2 separate regions of the Capsicum annuum genome follow, and region 2 is linked to region 1. Evidence: chromatin contacts called from public Hi-C data. All regions are on one chromosome and are shown on one strand. The core of a region is the stretch at or near the end of the contact, and the rest is flanking DNA. Distances in the headings are between cores, read along the strand shown. Region 1 holds the start of LOC107863513 (receptor-like protein kinase HSL1). Region 2 has its middle 7.2 kb from the start of LOC124896005.

Region 1 (3,922 bases), core at 751-3,250:
ATGTCTCCACAAAGACCAGCATTCCCCAAAAAGCTACTCTTATACATTTCTTTTGCATAAACAGGGGGGATATCACCCGAAAGGTCATTGTTCGACAAGTTCAGCTGATTGAGCTTCAAATTCTGCAACTCCGCTGGAATTTTCCCTGAAAACTGGTTCCCTGATAGATCAAGATAATTCAAAACAGACAAGCTCCCAATTTCCTTGGGGATTTCTCCAGAAAGATCATTGTTTGCCAGGTTCAATTCATTCAATTTCTTCAAAGAATGAATCCCACTTGGAAGCTTACCAGTTAACTCATTGTTGTGAAGATCCAGCCTTCCCAATTGTCCAAGAATCACCAAACTTGCAGGCAAAGGCCCAGAAAACTGGTTATTATTACCAACAAAATCAAGAAGATTCTCCAATGAACCAATCTCCTCAGGAATGGAACCCGAAAATTTGTTCTTGGACAAAATCAAAGCTGATAAATTTGACGCACCAGCTATAGTCTTCGCAATATCCCCGGTGAGTGAATTGTCCATGAGCTCAAGCAGGGAAAGGTGTGGCAAACCCCAAAACCCCGCCGGAACATCACCAGATAACTGGTTGTGAGCCAGTCTCACCCGCAGTAAGCTCCTGCATTCACTCAAACTCACCGGTATTTCACCGGAAAGTAAGTTACCGATCATCAAAAGCTCCTCCAAGAACCCATTCCCACACAAATTTTCTGGAATTTCACCAGAAAATTCATTCTCCGACACATCAATCCACAACAACGGTGAATTCTTTCCAAGCTCTTTAGGCAAACTCCCATGAAAACGGTTGTGAAAAAGGCGCAACTCATACAAATTCCGCGAATTTGCAATGCCTTGTGGCAATTCACCAAACATTTGATTCTCATAAAGATTGAGCGACTCAAGTGGCAACTCACACAACTCCTTCGGAATCGTACCAGTAACCCCGTTCATCGAAACGTCAATTCGCCTCAACGCCGTCATTTTCGACCACCCATTCACCGGTAACTCGCCGGTAAACGAGTTGTTATACAGCTCAATTTGTTCAGCACTAGTCAACTCAGTGAGCCAACTTGGTATCGGCCCATTCAAGTAGTTTACAGCAAGGTCCAAATCCACAATCTTCTTCAACTTTCCCAACGTATCAGGAACTTCACCAATCAAATTACAGTCGGAAAGCCACAACACCTCGAGATTCATCAGATTACCCAGCTCCGGCGGGATCCGACCCGTAGAAAACGGGTTGTACGACAGATTCAGCTGCTTTAACGTCGTAACATTCCCTAAAAAACCTGGTATAGTCCCGTCAAGCAAGTTCCCAACTAACCCAAGAACCTCAAGCTGCCGGAAAGTACCAAAACTCGCCGGAATATCGCCGGTAAAATTATTCCCCGATAAGTCAAGATATTTCAAGTTAGGCAGCTCAGCTACACTCGCCGGAAGTGTACCCACCAAGAAATTCTGAGCCAAATCAAGATGCTCCAATACTTCACACCCAGAAAAATCTTCAGGCAAAGTAGTATTAACTTCATTGTTGTACAACGAAATGTAGCGAAGCTTCTTCAACCGACAAAGCAAAGAAGGAAAAGGACCAGCAACATTAGCATTAGACAAATCCAATGATGTAACAGACATAGTTAACTGGTCACATGAAACACCAAACCAGTTACATGGGGTATCATCGTGTTCATTCCAGTTAGACAGAACATTATCAGGGTCATCAAATCCAAGTTTCACATTGTGTAAATAGAGACCTTCTTGGTTAAGAGAGAAAACCAAAGCAGGGAGAAAAAGAGTAAACAATATTTGAAGAAACATTATTGAAATTGAAGATGTCATTTTTGGGGTTTATGAGGATCAAGAAAGAACAAAGGAAGAAGAAGAAGAAGAAGAAAGAGGAAAGAGTGAATTTTTCTTTTTGGGAAAAGGGAGTAGTAAAAGCTGACTAAGACATGTTAGTAAGTTTTTCGAGATAGACATTTATAGTGAAATTCATTTTTATATATAGAGTGAACTACTATATGGAGATGAAGGTGATGTGATATACTGTCCTTTTTCAAATATTTTTTTGAATATGGAAATAATTATGTTTTTTATTCTTCTTTTTTGGTGTTTTTTTTCCCTTTTGTTATGTTTTTTTATGAGTACATAAAATTGCATCAAAAAATGGGTTTTATCTACATGGGATGGGTACAGTATGCTAGTTGTCTGAGTTAATATTTAGGCGTAATACATAACCGTTTTCTTTATTTGAGTCTTTCACTTCAGTTAATATTTACGTTCTTTTAATTTATGGACGTGTATAAATAGAAATTTAAATTATATAAAAGTGGATAAGTAAATATATTTTATATAACATAATATATGTAAGATGCGCGTTGTCACAAGATGTTAGATATGATTTTTTTTTTGTTTAATTGACTTTATACAAGTGTAAGCACATATTTTGTGCACATTTAAAATTGAAGGCCTAAATATAGGTGAGGTCAAATTAAAAGATGCATTCATGTATTATGCATAATATTTACTTTCTTCTTGTCTATCTTTATTTATCATGGTGTCCATGTTTAATTTGTCAAAGAAGCAATAAATAAATGAATAATTTTATTATATTACTCATTAATTATAGGTCATAAATATTGAGAAATAAATAATTTTTACTAATAAGGTAAAATAGACATAATGTGATAATAATTATCTTTTAAATATTCAAATTAAATAAATAAAGTTAGATAACTATTTTTAATATACTAAATATGTAAAGATAGACGGAGAGAGGATTTACTGTTCAATACTCTAATAAAGGTATTAACATTTTTTAAATAATGATGCAGAATTTAATTAATTCATTTTGTGCTACAATAACTAATCGCGGGAACACCACAATTTTTGTAGCATGAACTATCATGCTGTATGGGGTGGGTCCAATTTTAATTAAGATACTATTATTTTTGTGACATGGATTCAACTTTTTAATCTTACCTTAAAACCTAAATCAAAGTTACTTTTCATAAGAACATGCAAATAAAGCTAGTCCCTTTTTTTTGTCCATTTTTTTTTTTGGTTAAAACCTTGTTTATTTTTCATTTTCGTCAAATATGGCTCACAATAATTTCGAATGAGTTTAATGGTTTCATATTATCAAGTAAATGACTAGTGGGTACTGATAAAAAAATTGAATAAATTTTCTGGATCAAATATTCATAGTCAATCGATATACTTTTATCTTGATTTATTACCTAGCTTCATTAAACTAGTACGATTTGATGTAAATATTGAATACGACTAATTTTGATTCATTTTGTATTGAAGTGTTTAGGAGTCTTATAACTTGGATAACAAGCATCGTTTGAACAAATTCCCAGCAAGCAATAAAGGTTGTGGAAATTATAATATCATAAGCCTATCATTCTGTAAATTAATGTAACTTTTAAATATATATATATATATATATATATATATATATTTGATGAAAAATCGCAGCTGTTAAGAGTATAAATCACGACATATATATTTTCTCATGTCAACTTGATTAAATGTATTCAAAATTCCCAAATATATTATTATCCATATAAATAACTTAGGATATCAGCAAAATCTCCTCATGTGTTAGACTTTGACCTGTGTTTATGTATTTCTGACTTAAAATTTAATCCTTCAAAATTGGATCTCACTTCAATTTTATTGAAGTTGTGGCAAAGTCATAACATATGTGCACATGTTCAAATTTATACTTTAGGAGTAATACCATATACTGTAGTAGTTTTATTACTGCATGCATAGAATACAAAATAAAGTATATATCGACTGCTCTGTTACTTATTTTTAGAATTTTTTCATGATCATTGATCAGTAAGAATAAAGAAGGTTGCTAGGCACCTACAAATAAATTTCATTTTTTATCTCCATAATATTTTCATGAGTTA
Region 2 (3,922 bases), core at 514-3,013, 36 kb after region 1:
TAAAAACTTCTTCTATATGTTATACATTTGTATAATTCAAAGAATAATTAAATACCAATTATTCCTATTATAAATATGGTGTTTAATAGACAACATAATGACCTTATCTACTCGTGGACCTCATTTTTTTTAATTTGTTTATGCTGTTGCATCACCTTTAAATTTTATGATATCAAATTAAAAGTCTACCATTATGTCTAAATAATGTTGAAGTTTTATTAATAAATTCATTAAAGGTCTTTGGATATTACGAGTGTTTTCTTTAAAATATTTAATTAGGTATATATATCTTATTGTAAACACAGTATACCATCACTTCTCAGTTAGAGTTTTATTAATTCCTTTTAAATTGTTCAATTTTTTTCTATTTGCTGGTCAAAATTGAGTTAACTGGTCCCTCATGCATAATTATCAAACATGACATATAACCACTTCGTTTGAACTGATTCTTTTTAACTATGCTGAAGATTTAGACATGGATTTGTTGGATATATCTATGAAAAAGTCTTAATTTAATTCTTTAAAGAATATACTTTTATTTTAATAAATAGTAGAAAGAGTGCAGGGCCGGATTCATGCAGTCTTTTCCGTGTGCTTGTGCAAGCACCCACTGACCGCGGTAAAAAATTTATATATTTATATAGAAAATACAGTAAAATTGATTATGATGTATTGTTGAGCACCCATTGACAAAAATGATTGTTGGGTGCTTTGGCTTTAATGTGGAACTTAAGCATCTTGATGTCTGAACTGGCATGGATCCGCCCATAGAAGAGTGGAGAGTGGGTAGGGGAGCTTTTCTGTATGACAAATAATAAAATGTTTAAGTTGTTGAGCTAATTGATTAGATTCATTTTCTTCTCCGAACTTTATGTTTTACATTTAAGTTACTGCATGTAATTTTCACGTCATTCTACTATTATTTGGCTACTAAACACACACCCACAAATATTTAAAAATAAAATAAAGTATAAATAACATAAATACCAATATTTTAAAAGTAATTATACCATCTCCCATTTTTTTAATTACTTTACTCTCTTTCCCTATTAATATACATAACATAGCCGACATATACATAGCATTCTGTGTATATGTTGGGATTTTTGTAATATGTTTAGAAAGTTGAAATTTTTTTTAATATTAAAAATATAAGTTGTGTATTTATGTAATTTTTAGAAAAATAAAAGGGAAAAGGCTAAATATTAGTAACTGGGCCGTTTTTAACCCCATATGTGGAACGGGCTAGCTATCATTCTTTGTAGGCCTGATTTTGTTACCAGAAAAATTGAAAAAAAAGTTTAAGGGAAAACGATGCAAATAGTATTTCAGTTGAAATTATTAACACGAAAATATAGCGATTGAATTTTAATTTTATTTTCAAGTCATTTGGTGACAGTGTCATACAACATTGATACATATTCGATACATATTCTATACAATAAAGATACAACTTCTATGTGCATCTTATACATATTCATATTTTATATAACAATGATACAAATTCTATGCAGGTCATATTAGAAAAATGCATATTTCATTCAATAATGATACAATTTCTACCCATAAATTCGTTGCTCTATTTTTTTTACGAATTGTATCAATATAATATATGAATTGTATCTGAACAACCTGACCAAAATGACCCAAGTTAGGAAAGAATCATTTAGTGGAATTAAAAGAAAAAACGACACAGGTTGGCCATTTTCAATATTAATGGCCCAAGTTTGGGTTATTGTACACAACATGGCCTTTCGGTTCAAAATTATTTCACTTTGTAGTCATCGATAAAGATGGCCCACATACCGCTCCCTAAGCCTAAGTCTAGTATAAATATTCTTTTTTTTTTTTTCTTTTTCTTTTTTCAAAAGATTTTCTTCTCTACTACAATTTATGAAATCATTGAATAGCTATTACTATGCCATCTACTACCAAATTTCATCTTGTTTTTTTCTGCGTTATATCCTAAAATGTAAGCAATCATTCAATTGAACTCACAAATTTCATATTCGAACTTTCAGATCTGTAACAAATTTTCAGATTTGATTTCCTCTTTTTCACATTTTTAGCTCAAAACAGAGGAATAATAAAATTTCAACCCACCAACTTTGAGCTATAAAGAAACCCAACAAGAACTCAATAATTTTTGAAGTAACAAGTCGTAAATTTGATTACTAAATGGTTCGCCCCTACTAATTTCAGTTCCCGATCCTTTTTCTTTTTTCTTTTTTTTTTTGTCTTTCGTGTATTTGATATTACATCCCAATGACCGCTCTCGTTTCTTATCTTTCCCCAATTCTTCATAGAAAAAAATCTCAGATAAATTATATTTTTTTCCTCTAATTCTTGATTTTTGGTTAATGGAAACTGCATTAAGAGAATTAAAAGTTAGAGTTAATTACAAACATCGGATTTTGCTCAATCTGATTGCAAAACAAAACAAGAGGAGCCATCAATATTAGTACTTGTTAAAAAAATGTTGAAAAATCTTTCTAAATAAGTTTCAGTTATACCCGTCCAAACCTCTTTCTGAGCACACATTGGTGGAACAACAAAAATGGATGTCTCCTGCAGATCAGCTGTCATTGCTCCTGGCTTAGCCATAGCGTCTGCTACTCCATTCTGGTTTATCTGGAACCTCCCTAATCTTCTTATTCTTGACCTGCATTCATCAAGTAAATCATCATAGAGTAAGTTATCGAATTTCAGCATGGTTATTACTTCCTTGAAGTCTATGTTGATTTTGAGAGGCGTGAGATGACGATCTTCAACTAATCTCAGACCCTCTACTAACATATTTATATTTACTTCTAGTAAATCTAACTCAAGAAAATAAATTTGAATAAGATTGGGAAGTTGGATAGATAGCGAGAGTGGGGTAAAAAAAAATTTTTGAATTTAATTTTTTTAAAAATAAAATTTTATTTTTTGGGGAGGGGTGTGGGGTAGGGGATCGGAGGTTAGGATGGGGTTGAGGTAAGACTTTTTTAAAGAATATATATATTTTTTTAAAAAAATAACTTTTTGGGAAAGGGGTATGCCATAGGGTGGGATGGGGGGCCAGTTAGATGATACGATAAATACGTAAAAATACAGGAAAAGGCACAAAACATACACCAAAACAATCCACAAGTTCAAAGAACAAATACAACAAGAATACAAAATAAAAATGGTGTATTTCACACCAAAACAGCCAACAACAAAACAATAACGTGAAGAACAAGATGAACAGCAATAACACAAGTTTCAGATTCAATAAAGGACCCAAAACAATCCACTACACAAGATAACAACAACAAAAGTAAAGATAGAAAGTGAGACATATATTATTACAAGGCCTAAGAACTAAGGTGTGTATTAAACACCTAAACCCTTAGAAACATGTAACAAGAACACCTATACTCTTCGTGGACACAAGAGGGACCTCAATCTCCCAAGCACCCAACGTTCCAAGCCAATAACAAAAAACACAAGTGATTCCATGCTTGGTGTTCACCTAATTTCGGATTTGCTGCTTAGAGAAGAGAGGACTTGTGTTACACACTCTCAAAATATCATAAATAACTGATGAATGAAACCCTAAGTGGTTCTATATATAGTATATTACAAAGTGGAAGTCAAAAATTACCAAAAGACCCTTGTATGAGTGGGCGCCTATCAAGTGTAATATGTTGGCTGATTTTTGGTGCATTTAGGTCCTCTTTTGCACTTCAATTGCACACACCAAGTCTTGGATCCAACATATGCCCTCATGAGTCCGTCTGCATGATTGTACGTGTATCATCCTCCCCTTCTTGAAAAGGATTCGACCTTGAATCCGCACCTTGCAAAATCAAGAGAAGACAAACAAGTACACATCCTTATGACACGAGGTTAGGGTTAGCAAAATAAACAATTAGCATTATTATGCCAGGGTGGTACA

The links. Hi-C and Micro-C count contacts between places; a contact is called where the count stands out from the background.
Region 2: a Hi-C map of placenta shows a contact between it and region 1, with 2.3 times the contacts expected there. The contact joins the enhancer-like site here to the promoter of LOC107863513 in region 1. A contact is called at or near these places in 2 of 5 Hi-C or Micro-C datasets (leaf and placenta).

The regions. Positions count from the first base shown.
Region 1 is chr2:127,837,324-127,841,245 of UCD10Xv1.1, forward strand. LOC107863513 (receptor-like protein kinase HSL1) reads right to left here and starts at 2,001. Exons shown (of 2, transcript XM_016709451.2): 1 at 1-2,001. The coding sequence starts at 1,835.
Region 2 is chr2:127,873,943-127,877,864 of UCD10Xv1.1, forward strand. No RefSeq gene overlaps it. Among protein-coding and RNA genes, the nearest start is that of LOC124896005, 7.2 kb to the right of the region's middle. Within about 2 kb of position 1,764, at least 5 of the 5 cell types and tissues checked have an H3K27ac peak or open chromatin away from gene starts, as enhancers often do. A contact at or near this core is called in leaf, where this site is marked.